Linked DNA regions of Sus scrofa: regions 1 and 3 are each linked to region 2. Evidence: chromatin contacts called from public Hi-C and HiChIP or PLAC-seq data. All regions are on one chromosome and are shown on one strand. Each heading gives the region's core, a stretch centred on a gene start, on an enhancer-like site or on the middle of the called end of the contact. The rest is flanking DNA. Distances are from core to core; before and after follow the strand shown. Region 1 holds the start of KPNA2 (karyopherin alpha 2 (RAG cohort 1, importin alpha 1)). Region 2 holds the start of BPTF (nucleosome-remodeling factor subunit BPTF). Region 3 holds the start of C12H17orf58 (UPF0450 protein C17orf58 homolog).

What was found. Hi-C and Micro-C count contacts between places; a contact is called where the count stands out from the background. HiChIP or PLAC-seq counts read pairs in DNA pulled down with a chosen protein or histone mark.
Region 1: a contact with region 2 is called in an H3K27ac HiChIP or PLAC-seq map of alveolar macrophages. The contact joins the promoter of KPNA2 here to the promoter of BPTF in region 2. A contact is called at or near these places in 2 of 5 promoter capture datasets (fetal liver and liver), 8 of 47 Hi-C or Micro-C datasets (embryonic fibroblasts, fetal liver, heart right ventricle and 4 more) and 1 of 2 datasets of contacts at active chromatin or transcription factors (alveolar macrophages).
Region 3: a contact with region 2 is called in a Hi-C map of mesenteric adipose tissue, with 1.7 times the contacts expected there. The contact joins the promoter of C12H17orf58 here to the promoter of BPTF in region 2. A contact is called at or near these places in 2 of 5 promoter capture datasets (fetal liver and liver), 8 of 47 Hi-C or Micro-C datasets (alveolar macrophages, fetal liver, liver and 4 more) and 2 of 2 datasets of contacts at active chromatin or transcription factors (alveolar macrophages and skeletal muscle).

Annotation. Positions count from the first base shown.
Region 1 is chr12:14,284,011-14,288,209 of Sscrofa11.1, forward strand. It overlaps KPNA2 (karyopherin alpha 2 (RAG cohort 1, importin alpha 1)), which reads left to right and starts at 1,302. Exons shown (of 11, transcript NM_001163404.1): 1 at 1,302-1,315; 2 at 2,654-2,755; 3 at 2,905-3,042. The coding sequence starts at 2,681.
Region 2 is chr12:14,111,393-14,115,729 of Sscrofa11.1, forward strand. It overlaps BPTF (nucleosome-remodeling factor subunit BPTF), which reads left to right and starts at 1,551. Exons shown (of 31, transcript XM_021068118.1): 1 at 1,551-2,178. The coding sequence starts at 1,551.
Region 3 is chr12:14,258,672-14,262,974 of Sscrofa11.1, forward strand. It overlaps C12H17orf58 (UPF0450 protein C17orf58 homolog), which reads right to left and starts at 3,008. Exons shown (of 3, transcript XM_021068119.1): 1 at 2,882-3,008; 2 at 2,441-2,632; 3 at 532-1,784. The coding sequence starts at 2,543. The coding sequence ends at 1,594. LOC110256159 reads right to left here. Exons shown (of 4, transcript XM_021068075.1): 3 at 2,796-3,418; 4 at 2,627-2,635. The coding sequence ends at 2,627.

The sequences.
Region 1 (4,199 bases), core at 52-2,551, 170 kb after region 2:
GGTAGGTGAGAGGAGACAACCTCCTGTGATTCCCTTGGCTGCTACACAGTGCATGAAGCTGGCAAAAATGCCTGCAAGAAGAGACGAAGACCATTGTTTGAATTTATAGTAAAAAACACACAAACAACAAAACCAATACAGCTTTTCTTAAAAATACCCTTTTCAGAATACGGAAAAATTATGAAAACAAAGTGGCCTATAACACTGACATTACGAGAACCATCACTGATGCTTTTTTAAAAATTACAAGAAAATGCAAGCATTTTATTCAGAAATGTATAAATTGTAGCATAAGTCATTACTGGAACAACTGACAAAATTTGAACATGGACTATATAATAAATCACATCGAAGTTCAGATGTCTTGAATTTGATGATTGTGGAGTGGTTATATAACAGAATGTCCTTATCCTTCCAAGGTGCAACCCAAAATATTTAGGGATAAAGGGACATGATTTCTCAAACTTACCCTTCAAAAGGTTGAAAAGTATCATGTAAAAGCTATGCATATGGGCCTACTAGTACGTGTGGGTATTTACACAGAGAAAGAAATAGTAAATGTGGCAAATGTTAACACTTGGCAAATATGCATAAAGATTTATAGTTCTTTTGTATTTGAAAATAAAAAATAAGACTGGAGAAACAGATGTAGTAAACCTTTTGTTACCATTACTTGTGCCGTCTATGCAGTCTTTTATGATGCAAGTTAGAAGAAAAAAAAAACTAAACTAAAAAGTGCAGCACAAATCTGCTTTATCCATCCCCTCCTTGGTGGCCCTGCTAACCTTTGGTGGCCTTTTTCTTCTGAGTCCTATCAGAGAAAAAAATACATAGCAATGTATTTCTATATCGAAATTTTAAAAATTATTTGGGGAATCATTTGTGGTTCTCTTAAGGCAGACGCCAAGGGTAACGACCAACCACTGTACACGAGTAAACCCTCGGTAAAGGACCGAGGCTATGGCCAAGGCGGGCTGGAAACTAGCCCTTCGCGCTGCACGCCGGGACCTGAAGGCTGCCGCCTCCGAACTGCGGGGCGCTCTGGGATCGCCCGGCCGCTCCCTCATCTCGCGATGCTATCGTATCTTCTGGGCCCTCTGACCCCTCCCAACGTGTTTTTCAAATCCACCAATGGACGTCTAGCATAAGCTCGAACCAGCCAATCGGAATGCGGAGCCACCGGGAAATTTAAATCGCGCCGGCTGCACGAGCCACACTGTCCTCGCGCTGACCGTGGTGGACGTTTTGAGAGACCCTGAGCCGCAGCCTGAGCGCCCCTGACCGCCTCCTGTGGAAGCCTGAGCCGGCTGTGTAGGTACGAACCTAGGCCGCAGTCCGGCCTGAGTGGCAACGGCTGGCCTGTAGGCCGGGCTCGGCTTGTGGGTGGCGGGAGGGAAGGCCCGGGCTATACGCCTGGCCTAGCTTTGGCTTCTTTGGTTGACGAGGCCTTTGGGGTCGTTCGTTTACGAGACGGGTGTTTGGGGATGCGGGTGCTTGGGTTTTAGGGCCCGAGGCTCTGCAAACCGCCGCAATGGCATTTACTCGAGAATCAGAGTGAGGCCCGAGGGCGAAAGCCCAAGTAGGTTGCCGGGCGCCTCTGGCTCCTCCTCCGTCAGTTCCCGGCTGCTCCTTCCCCGAAATGGGGCGGGGAGGGGGGAGCAGGGGAAGGGACTGGAGATGGAGGTGGCAGTTGGAAGTGCTGTCTCTTAAAACACGTCGGCCCTGGGTTGGTTGTGTCACTATTTCGTAAAAGAACAAAATGAAATTAAAGATAGCCCCCTCCCCCCCTTAGGAGGACTTTTCCTTTTGTGATCTTTTGGGGAGTGCGCTTAAGTAGCCACGTCTGAGTGAAGCACAGCTGGGGATATCAACCTAATTTGGTGCATTCACTCGGAATTCCTCGAAAGTGTGCGAGATGCTGAAGATGAAGAACTGCGTCGCGAGTTTTCAGTGTGGACAGGACATTTTATGAAAGACTCCATAACGTAATGATGAGTCAGATTTTTAACAACTTTCAACTGTGGAGAATGTACCTGTTAGGCCATTTAAAGACAGTGGAGCCTCCAGAGGATCTGAATTTATGGCCCCTAGGACAAAGATTTTACCTATAAGCTCAGTCCCCCTACTCCGAGTTCAGTTAAGTATTTGTAGATCCTCTATAGAGTCTAGAGCCGCTCTGTGCAGTGCGGTAGTCGCCAGACGCAAGTGGCTAGTCTGAATCGAGTTGTGCTGTAAGCTTAAAGTACAGATCTTGAAGAATTGGTAGGAAAAAAGAATGTGAAATATCTCAGTAATTTTTTTGATATTTTAACGTGTGGAAATGAGAATATGTTGGATGTGTTGGGTTAAATATTAAAATTAATTTCATTTGTTTCTTGTTACTTTTTTTAAACAAAATGTGGCTACTAGGAAATTTAAATTTAGGCTGCTTGCTTTATATTTCTGATGGACAGCACTGCTCCAGGAAGTCTCAGCCCTTCGGAGGGGAGGGGCCAAATATCCTTTGGCTAAAACTACATAGTGCTGAAAAAGGAAGTTCCTCTTCCATTACAAAAGTGTGGATTCAATATGTTTTCGATAATTCCCTTGATGCTTACCGTATTGCCAATCAAAATGATAAAAGGGAATTTTTTTTCTCTCCCTCATCTTATAGATACCTCCCTCCCTTTGTCTCATAACCATGTCCACCAATGAGAATGCTAATTCACCAGCTGCCCGCCTTAACAGATTCAAGAACAAGGGGAAAGACAGTACAGTGAGTACTTTCTGTTGCTTTCCTGTGGTATTTTTTAAATGGCAATATATTTGAAGGGGTCAAAACTTTGAAGGAATTTGAAAAAAATGCCATCACTTGGCAACAAAAACTGGTGTAATAGGTGAAATGATATGTAATTTTCTCTCAAGGAAATGAGGCGGCGCCGAATAGAAGTTAATGTGGAGCTGAGGAAAGCTAAGAAGGATGACCAGATGCTGAAAAGGAGAAATGTCAGCTCTTTTCCTGATGACGCTACTTCTCCACTGCAGGAAAACCGCAATAACCAGGTAAGGATATTTCAGCTTGTGATTATGGTAAACCCAGAAAATCAATATGGGTCTTTTCTTAGAAATTTAAATAACATTCCTAGCTTTATAGTCTTAACTATCAAATGTGAAGATCTTTTATTTTTGTGCTCCCAGTCAGTAATTCTAGTGAGCTGTCTTCTTTCCTTCCCACACTTAATAATCTACTAAAGTTGATTCCAAGATTGTCTTTGGCTCTGATCTCCCTTCAAGACTACCTGCATTTCTAGCTGTCAGCTTCGGACCTTGACCTGGTCATTCAAGTGTTAAGTGAAAGTGTGTGCAGGACCAACTTATTTCTACCTTTGTCTTTCTTGATTTTTTTTTTTTTTTTTGCTTTTTAGGGCTGCACCCTTGGCATATGGAATTTCCCAGGCTAGGGGTCGAATTGGAGCTACAGCTGCCAGCCTAACCACACCCATGTGTGACCTACACCACAGCTCATGGCAATGCCAGATTCCTCGACCCACTGAAGGAGGCTAAGAAGGATGAGTCCGCATCCTCATGGGTACTAGTCAGATTTGTTTCTGCTGAGCCACAATGGGAACTCCAGTTTTGTTTTGTTTTTTTTGGCCTTGCCTGTGGCATGTGGAAGTTACTAGGCCAGGGATTGGACCTAAGCCACTGCAGTGACAATGCCAGCTTTTAACCTGCTACAGCAGAAGGCAACTCTTTCTTGAATTCTTTTTTTTGTTTGTTTGTTTTTAAAGTATTCTCTATTTTTTTGTACTTGTCAGCAGCTTTAAAAAAAAGGAAAAAGTCAGATCTTTTTCCTCCTGAAGCATTTTCAGTAGTTTGCTAATTTTTTTTTTTTTTTTTTGGCCACTTCTTAGGCCGCTCCCACGGCATATGGAGGTTCCCAGGCTAGAGGTCGAATTGGACCTGTAGCCACCGGCCTATGCCAGAGCCACAGCAACACAGGATCTGAGCCGCGTCTGCGACCTATACCACAGCTCAGGGCAATGCCAGATCCTTAACCCACTGAGCAAGGCCAGGGATCGAACCCACAACTTCATGGTTCATAGTTGGATTCGTTAACTACTGAGCCACGTCGGGCACACCAGTACTTTCCTAATTTTATCCTTCCTTTCTTTCTATGCCACATACTATTAACCTAAAAAATTTCCTGGAGTTCCCGT
Region 2 (4,337 bases), core at 301-2,800:
TGCTCAGTGGAACTACATCTTTTGCTTTTCCTTCCCTCCTTCCTACCTTCCTTCTGGTCACAGCATGCAGTGGCTTGATCTGGGATCTCAGTTCCCAGATCAGGGATTGAACCCCGGCTGCAGCAGTGAGAGCACCAAGTCCTCACTACGAGGGACTCCCTCAATGGAACTTTACTGAATAAATGAACTTGGCAATTAATGTTTGTTTGGCCTTGCCCACTGTGTGCATAAGTTCTTCCGCCAGGGATCCAACGCTTGCCACAGCAGCGACCCAAACCCCAGCAGTGACAACCCCGGATCCTTAACCTGTTGAGCCACTAGGAACTCCAATGTTTGTATTTTCATTTCGCACAGGCATTCTATCTTTCTAACTACATTGTAATAAGCCACAGAATCCTGTTCACAATTTTTCCTTAAATCGCTTTTTGGTGGTCAGATGTTCCAATAAATATTAATGTGACTTAATTCTCCCTGCCTTGGTCTGGTGATGCCTCAAATTTCATTGTCATGATCCGTTCCCTGGGTTTAGCCGAGATATGGTTACTAATCGTCAAGTAAAGAGATTAAAATTATAACACCAGCATGCAACACTTTAAAGTAGGTTTTAGGCGGGAAGTTACCCTTTTTCTACAGCAAATAAGAAATTAAAAGTTCTTTCCGAGGGGGTCGAGTTTCTAGCTGGGACTGGGAAAGTGAAGGGGGCAGGAATGTAGCTGCATTCTCCGGAGTTCACCGGAGGCTTTTGGGAGCGTCTCAGAACGATCCTCTGTCCGGGTCTGGCAGCCTAGGGCGTGGCTTCCGGCACAGCCCCCCCGAGCAGTTGTCATTGGGATCAATTTCAGGACTTTCTAGAGCCGTCTTAGGAGTTTCATGTTTCCGGGGGTCCCTGCCCTGAGGTGGCTTCCCTCTGGTGCTGGCACTGCCCTGCCCCCGGGTCGCCTGAGTCGGCTCCCTCCGCGGTACTCTCTGGCTCTTTTCTGCGTCAGTTTCCCCAGGGAGCAGGAGGGGGATTAATTTGGGGGCCTCCGAGCCCTCGTCTCCGAGCTGGGAAGGGGAGACCCGGGAAGGAGGCTCTGTGAGTTCGGGTTCGGCAGACGGCACCCGGGGCTTTGGACCCGGGACACTTCGCGACGGAACAGCCCTCCGCTCCGAGCCTGCGGCTGCCGTCCAGCCACGCCGCGCGGAGGTGCCTCGGGCTCCCCGCCCCCGACCCAGCGCTCCCGCGCTCCCTCTAGCGGCCGCCGCGTGGCCTCGCTCCGTCCCAGGCTCGTCGGCGGCGCAGCTCACGTGACCGCGCTCCGGGCCTGCGGCCGCTGTCGGTTCCCCCAGTCACCGAGCGAGAGGGAAGAAACAAGATGGCGGCTGAAGGCGATCCGGAGCGGGGCCCCAGCAATTCGGATTGAGCCTTCTCCCTCCACCCGCTTCCGCCGGCCGGGCCCCTCCCGCCCGGCCCCGCAGGCCTCCCCGCCCGGCCCCGGCAACCCCCACCGCCGCCCCTCCGCCCGCCCCTCCCCCTCCGCTTTCCCTTCTCCCCCCGCCTCGGCTCCGACATGAGGGGCCGGCGGGGCAGGCCGCCCAAGCAGCCCGCGGCTCCCGCTGCGGAGCGCTGCGCCCCGGCCCCGGCCCCGCCGCCGCCGCCGCCCACGTCCGGACCCATCGGGGGGCTCCGCTCGCGCCACCGCGGCAGCAGCCGGGGCAGGTGGGCCGCCGCCCAGGCTGAGGTGGCGCCCAAGACGCGGCTGAGCTCGCCCAGGGGGGGCAGCAGTAGCCGGAGGAAGCCGCCGCCGCCGCCGCCGCCGCCGCCGCCGGCCCCCCCAGCACCAGCGCCCCGGGCCGGGGGGGCGAGGAGGCGGGGGCGGCAGGGCGGGGGCGGGGGCGGCGGCGGCGGCCACCTGGCCCGGACCACCACGGCCCGGAGGGCCGTCAACAAAGTGGTGTACGATGACCACGAGAGCGAAGAGGAGGAGGAGGAGGAGGAGGACATGGTCTCCGAGGAGGAGGAGGAGGACGACGGCGACGCCGAGGAGACCCAGGATTCCGAGGACGACGAGGAAGATGAGATGGAGGAGGACGACGATGACTCCGATTATCCGGAGGAGATGGAAGACGACGACGACGACGCCAGTTACTGCACGGAAAGCAGCTTCAGGAGCCATAGCACCTATAGCAGCACTCCAGGTACCCACCCAGCCCAGTTGCTGCAGACTCCTTCCCCACCTCCTCCCCCTCCCCCTCGCTCACTCCCTCTGTGGTCTCCCCCCACCCCCACCTCCCCCCCAAACAGAAGGGAAATGCGACGGCACTTCAAGTGGCAAAAAACTAGATTTACAAGAGGAAAGAGGCGCATTGTTCAAAATGGAGATTGCATTGTTGCAGTTCGCAGGCCACACACTACCCTCTCTCTCTCTCTCTCCCCCCAGCCCCCTCTTTCCTCTTAAAAATTTGTGCCAGTGCAGTGTCTCCACCGGGCAGGATTGAAACTTTGGCACACACATATCCATTGCATTCATTTTTCCCCCCTTGTTTTGGTTTGGTTTTTTGGAATGAAAGAAGCTTCTTGTTTTGCAAACCTCTTTGCATTTCTAATGTGGTTTCTTTTAGATTTTTATTCTATATCTGTTCCTTAAAAAGGAATTGCGAATTTAGACAGATTGTGGCATACAAACACACACAAGACATGCTTCTCTTCGCACCCCGAGCTGTGTGGTTTTAAAAGTGTGTTAAGGAAATGGATCAGTTGGCTTAGTAGGACCTTATCTGGTCCTGTGTGTTTGTTTTTATTCTTGAGTGCTAGTGGGCTCGTGCAACAGTTGCTGGTCAATGGCTGATTAAAAAGCAAAGCAGAAAACCAAAGCACATTTGGTATTTCATCTGATTCAAAATCGCTTTGGTAAAATGCAAAATAAGAGACCGCAGGAACATGCGTCTTAACTCATTTGATCCCTTTGCCTGAGAAATGCAGTTTCCTGTCACCTGTTGCAGAAGACGTATAGTTGATCATGCAGACGTAATTGTTGGAGATGAACTTTTGGACCAACTTCCAAGTCATACAGCCTTCCAAGTCATGTAGGGAGATTTATGGAAAAATGATTTTTTTTCTTTTCATTCTGTTTCTGGGCATAATAGTCCTTCCTAGACCTGTAATGAATTCCTCCATGGTGACTCTTCTCCTGTTTTCTCACAGCATTTCTCTAGGCTGGTGCTGAGATGCATGTTGTTTATTTAAAAAACATACAGACATGATGGCTCCTCTATGTTAAACACGTAGTTGCAGTTTATTAAATTGCGGAAAAAAACATAATTTATAGCAATAACCTACAAGATTTTCCTTTGTATTTTTGTTTATCTGGATTAACCAAATTAGAATCCAGTTTTAAGAGCATTTACAAAGTAAAGTGTGTGAGGAAATAGGATCTTAACAAAGTGATTAAAGTGTGTCATTTGTTTTTAAATGAGACTAGGATAGTAGAAGTGGTTAAATTTAAATGTCAGGGTTTTTTTGTTTTTTAAATAAATGCTTAAATACGCATTGGAAGAGTGTGAGTATTGAGCCATTTAGATTGTCCTAACAGCAAATGAAAAAGGTAATTTCTTTTGCCGGACAGTTAGAATATCTGCCTGTCTTTGGTGTGGGGGTGGGAGGGAAGCTGGCAGGAGAATGCGCAGGGAGTGAGTCAAGTGTCAAGTGTTTATGCCTTGTATGTAGAAGGGACTGCACACCGTTTTTCGTTTCTTTCCAACTTAATTTCAGTACATCTTTTATAGTAGTAGTTTTTCCCTTAAGAAGTCGCATGTGGCCTTTTCTACCAAGAACCCGGAATTGAAACACCCGTGGAGAGTAAATTATACTATGGGAGCAAGGTTTTCAGATTAGACAGTGCTAAGGCATTTTGGCAGGGCGCTTCAGCTAACTTGAACTCCTCTTTGAAGGCCTTGCAAATAATATTTAGGGTTGAGAGCCCTGTATGTGCTGAGTTAAATTACACTTTTGGCTAGATTTCCTTTTTTAAAAAGATGCTTTTATCTTTATGTATTTTTCACGACACTTTGTTTTTCCTGATGACATGCGTTGTCGTTATGTGAAACTAAGGATTATATACCCTTATGCTAACCTTATACCCCCTACAGTTCCTGGTACAGTGTCTTGCACACAGCAGGTGCTCATCAAAATTGTTTGGACAAATGATTGTTAGTAGGTGAGAACTTGTAACAGATGAAATTTTGATAATTCTATAGTCGTGCCACAATTCCTAAATATTTTAGATTTGGGAACTAAACATTGATCTAATTAGATGTTGAAGTTTGACTAGGGATTGTTTTCATGGATACTAGTCAGT
Region 3 (4,303 bases), core at 1,758-4,257, 150 kb after region 2:
CGGTACTGCTTATGTCTTAGTTAATTTTTATCCTAAAGAAAACGAATCCAGAAGCCCTTCATTTATGGCATACTCTAATCTACTGCCAGTGGTTCATGCAGTAATGCACTTGATTTTCAAGAAGCAATTCTAGTACAGTTTTTAATAAGTTTGGGCAAGATTCATTTTGGGCAAATTCTCTAAAAATCCCTCAGTTAATGCTTTACCACGGAATAATCAGAACCTCTCAACTTTTACCTTTTTTGCCCTCTGGGACAAACAAGGCAACAATGCCCCATCTCAATCAGATGTCACATCTTATGCTGTGACGTCTCCGTCCTGTCCTGACACCCTGTGCATATATATATATATATATATATATATATATATACAGGGCTTCTGCGAGGCGATTAGAGGCTGTGCCATTACAGACTTAATGACACAGCTTGAGCTCTTCAGTGCATCTGCTTTGAGACCAAACGGGCTGTTTTTCTCTCCTCAGTGCAGTTCCTGTTTCTCTTTGTTTAGGCAGTAAAATCTTCAATTCAACCATGGATTATCAGTGTCTTTATTCACAGTTTCATATTAACTGAAGCACAGCTTGGTCTTCGGAATAAAGTAACGTCTTTGTGGACTCAGGTATAAAATCAATATTAAAGTCAGTGAGTGATTAAATCTTTTCAAGCCAAATGGGAAATGTTTGAAATTCACATGCTTGCAAGCTGTTATTAAATATCAGTTCCAGAGTTTTTGGAGTACGTTTGAGAAATGCTTTTTTTCCCTCAAACTTTTTGGGGTCCGTGAAGCTAAAAAACCAGCTGCATCCAAGATCTGATTTCAAGGCAAGATTTACTGCTTTACAAACACAAACATGATACCTGGTCTTAAGAGAAAAATGACATCAGATACACCCAGAATGTTTGGCACTGAGATAGCTGCCAGTATGGCACAAAACATGATTTTTGAAGCAGGGAGGCATGGAAATAAACTATCTTATATTTTGGTACATCAGGAACATTTGTTTGAACAAACACTTGTTTGCCTGAATTAAGCCCATCAGTCCTCTTTAGGTGTAAAGCTTTAATACTTGTCTTGGGCTGTGACTTGTGTGTTTGATCTAAACGTGATCTGACATGTCCTACGTCTGACTAGTGCACTTACTGTTATGTACAGAATTCAAAATGTGACGGTTTTAGTATAAAATTTGGTTTGATACATGATATAAACTATTCAACAATTGTATATTTAAAACCGAGGAAATGTTTTTGTGAACTATTTCTACTCAAGAATGTATTTAAATTAAAATAATTAACATAAACAACACGAAGCAGTGATCTGTTAACTGGACAGGTCAGTTATCTGGGCTGTGGGAATAACTGGCACTACAGTTGAATAACTTTACCACTGGAGCTCAGAAGCCTACCATTTAAGAAGCATTGTGTAAATAAAAAAGTGACCACTTCAAGATTGGAGTCAGCACTTCACAACTAGTTCATAAAGGAGCCGTGTGCCCTATTCTAAGGGAAAAACCCCATGACGTGATGCTAGGCCTTTCGCGTCTTGTTGCTGAAATCCAAGTCTCTTGAGGAACCAGAAGAGCCAGGCTGGAATGTTTCACATGCATTGGGTGTGAATTGCTCCTTGCACTTGCCCATCCCTTTTTCGGTTAAATCTTTTCACATAGCTGCTGCTGCTCCTGACTAGTCCATCTCCGGGTCGGAGGCGCCCCCTCAGGACCTGAAGCAGAGCTGTAGGTAGCTGCCTTCTTTTATGATAGATGTGGCCCATCACAATATACCTGCTGCCTGGGGGGGGAAAGAAAAAAAAAAAAAAAGCCAACATGTAAATTCATAGTATCTTCAAAAATGCCACGAAACAATGTGAAAATGGAATAAGGACTTTAAGAAACGCCTAAGCTTGAATCTGTTATCTTGCTGCACATGGTGCATCTCAGACATTTATTTAACCCTCAAACAACAGAGACAGCCTAGTGACCTTTATAGAATAATCAGATTACCCAGCCTGTAAACAGCCAACACTAGGAGCAAAGTTCCTAATCACAACATATCAGCAGGACTTTACCGAGCACACCTCTAGAAAGACGTGGCAGTGCGCAGCACCCGCCCCCCAAAAAAGACGCTTCTACACTCAGTTTAAATGGCCCCGTAGGCGTCCCTTCTGGCAACGGTGTTTCATCGTTCCCTTCATTTGTCCACAAACATTTATTGAGTGTCTGCTTTGTGCCAGCCCGTGCAGTTCCCATCTTTAGCCGGTGGCGCGGGAGGAAGGTGTGCGCTGATGGAATTTAAATCCCAGAATTTAAATCCCCGAAATAATACCTGTCGTCTAAATTCTAAGAATACCCCTCTCCCCGTAAAAGGTACTAGGGTGACCGACAGAGACCAGGCTCCGGCATATTCAATGGTGTCATAAATATAAAATGGTCACTTAGTTTCAATACCAGGTTTAAATTCTGGACATGGCTTATTGCAACTGGAGGTGTCCAGGGCTAATATGTGGACTCGGAAGAAAAACCCGTCCGGAGTGATGTACAGGCGGCTCATCTTGTACAGCCCGTCCCGGTCCACCAGCAGAGTCACCAGCCGGATCCCTGTGCCGAGCACGTCCACATCATGCACGATTCCGTTCACTGCTGCTTGCAAAAAACAAAGAGTTTGGAGAAATACAGAGCGCTCCCTTCCTCTTTCTCTCCCCAGAGCGTTTTTAACAAATCGCGAAATAGTCCACACGGCTCTGGGGCCTGCAGGACCGAGCGGGTGGGATTCTCTAGGGTTTGGTTTAGGATCCCGGTGTACAGCCCGACTCCCTCGGCTCGGAAAGGCTCTCCCCGCGGCCGGGGCTCGGCCGTCCGGGCCCGGGAGGAGCGGCGGGCGGGGCTCACCGAACTCGCTGGCGCAGTAGGACTCGCGCACGTCCAGGTCCGCCCCGCAGGCGCGCGCGCAGGGCTCGGCGCCTGGCTCGGCGTCCTCCGTCCGCGGCGGGCGCGGCGGCGGCGGCGCGGGCGCGGGTTCCGGGAGCGGCGCGGCGGCGCGCGGCCGGTTGAGGTAGGCGGGGTCGGCGGGGGCCTCGGCGGCGCGCGCGGGAGCTCGCGCGGCCGGGAGGCGCAGGTGCCGGGAGCGCGCGCGCCGCGGGGAGTCGTCCAGCGCGGGCACGCGGCGCGGTGACGCGCGGTTCTCGGCCTGCGCGAGGCGCGGGCTCGGCGGGTCGGCGGCCGCGCGCGCTGCCTCCCGGAAGCCGGCCCGGTTCTCGGCGGGCGTGGGGGGCTTCCGGCGCCGCAGGTCCGACCAGGCGCGGGGAGCGGCGTCGGCTGCGCGCGGCCGCCGTTGGGTTTCGGGGACCGGCTGCGCCCGGGGCCCCGGTGTCTCTTCAGCGCTCGGGCCGCCGCCGGGGTCGGGCTTCCTGTTGTGGGGCGACGAGGCTGTAGGGAGAGAGGAGCAGAGGCCCGGGAGGGCGTCAGGGGAGGGGAGGAGAGGCCGGGCGGGCAGAGGGGACGGAGGAGGGGACGGGGAGAGGAGGGGGCCGGCGTGGGGGTGGGGGGAGCGTCGAGGGGAAGGGGAGAGGCCGAGACGAGAAGGGAGAGAGGAGGGGAGGAGAGGTGAGGCCGGGGAGGCTGAGAGATGAGGCTGCCGAGGGGGAGAGAAGCCAGTGGGGGGGAGAAGAAAGGGCTCCGGGAGGGGAGGAGATGGGGGACAATGCAAACGTAGCAGACACCTGCGAGAGGCGAGGTGGGGCGGCCAGGAGACTTGCAAGTAAAGGAAAAAGAATGGGAGGGGGAAGAGGAAGGCCCCCCAGCTTCTGAGGAGCACAGGTTTCCTAGGCCCCACAGGAGGACGGAGATGAGGGTCTTGCCCTCTAAGAATGAGGCCAACTAGGAAGAATTTTCTCACCGCATGGGAACATTTCATTTTGTTAAGGAACCTTCGCAAAGCAACGGCTTTTAAAATTACAACCACCTATTTGTTCCAGGACTAAACATAACTGACAACTTTGGTTAAATAACAAACTCTTTTTGCCCTTTCTTTAATGTATATATAAACATCCGCCTTTTTGCTCTGTACAGTTTGTTGAGAAAGTACCAAGAGCAAACCCCAGGGGGAAAGGGCTCATATTACAGGTTCTCCTAATTGTTTAAGCGCCCCTGACAACAGAACTATTTGGTTTTCCCATCCGTGTTTACACTGTCATCTTGGTCTCTGCAGAACCCAGCATTTGTGAGTGGATTTTTATCTGGCTTCTTGGACACCACTTATTAGTAAAACACAGCTTAGAAAGATTTTTAAAGTGTGGCCGGGAGGCAGAGGCC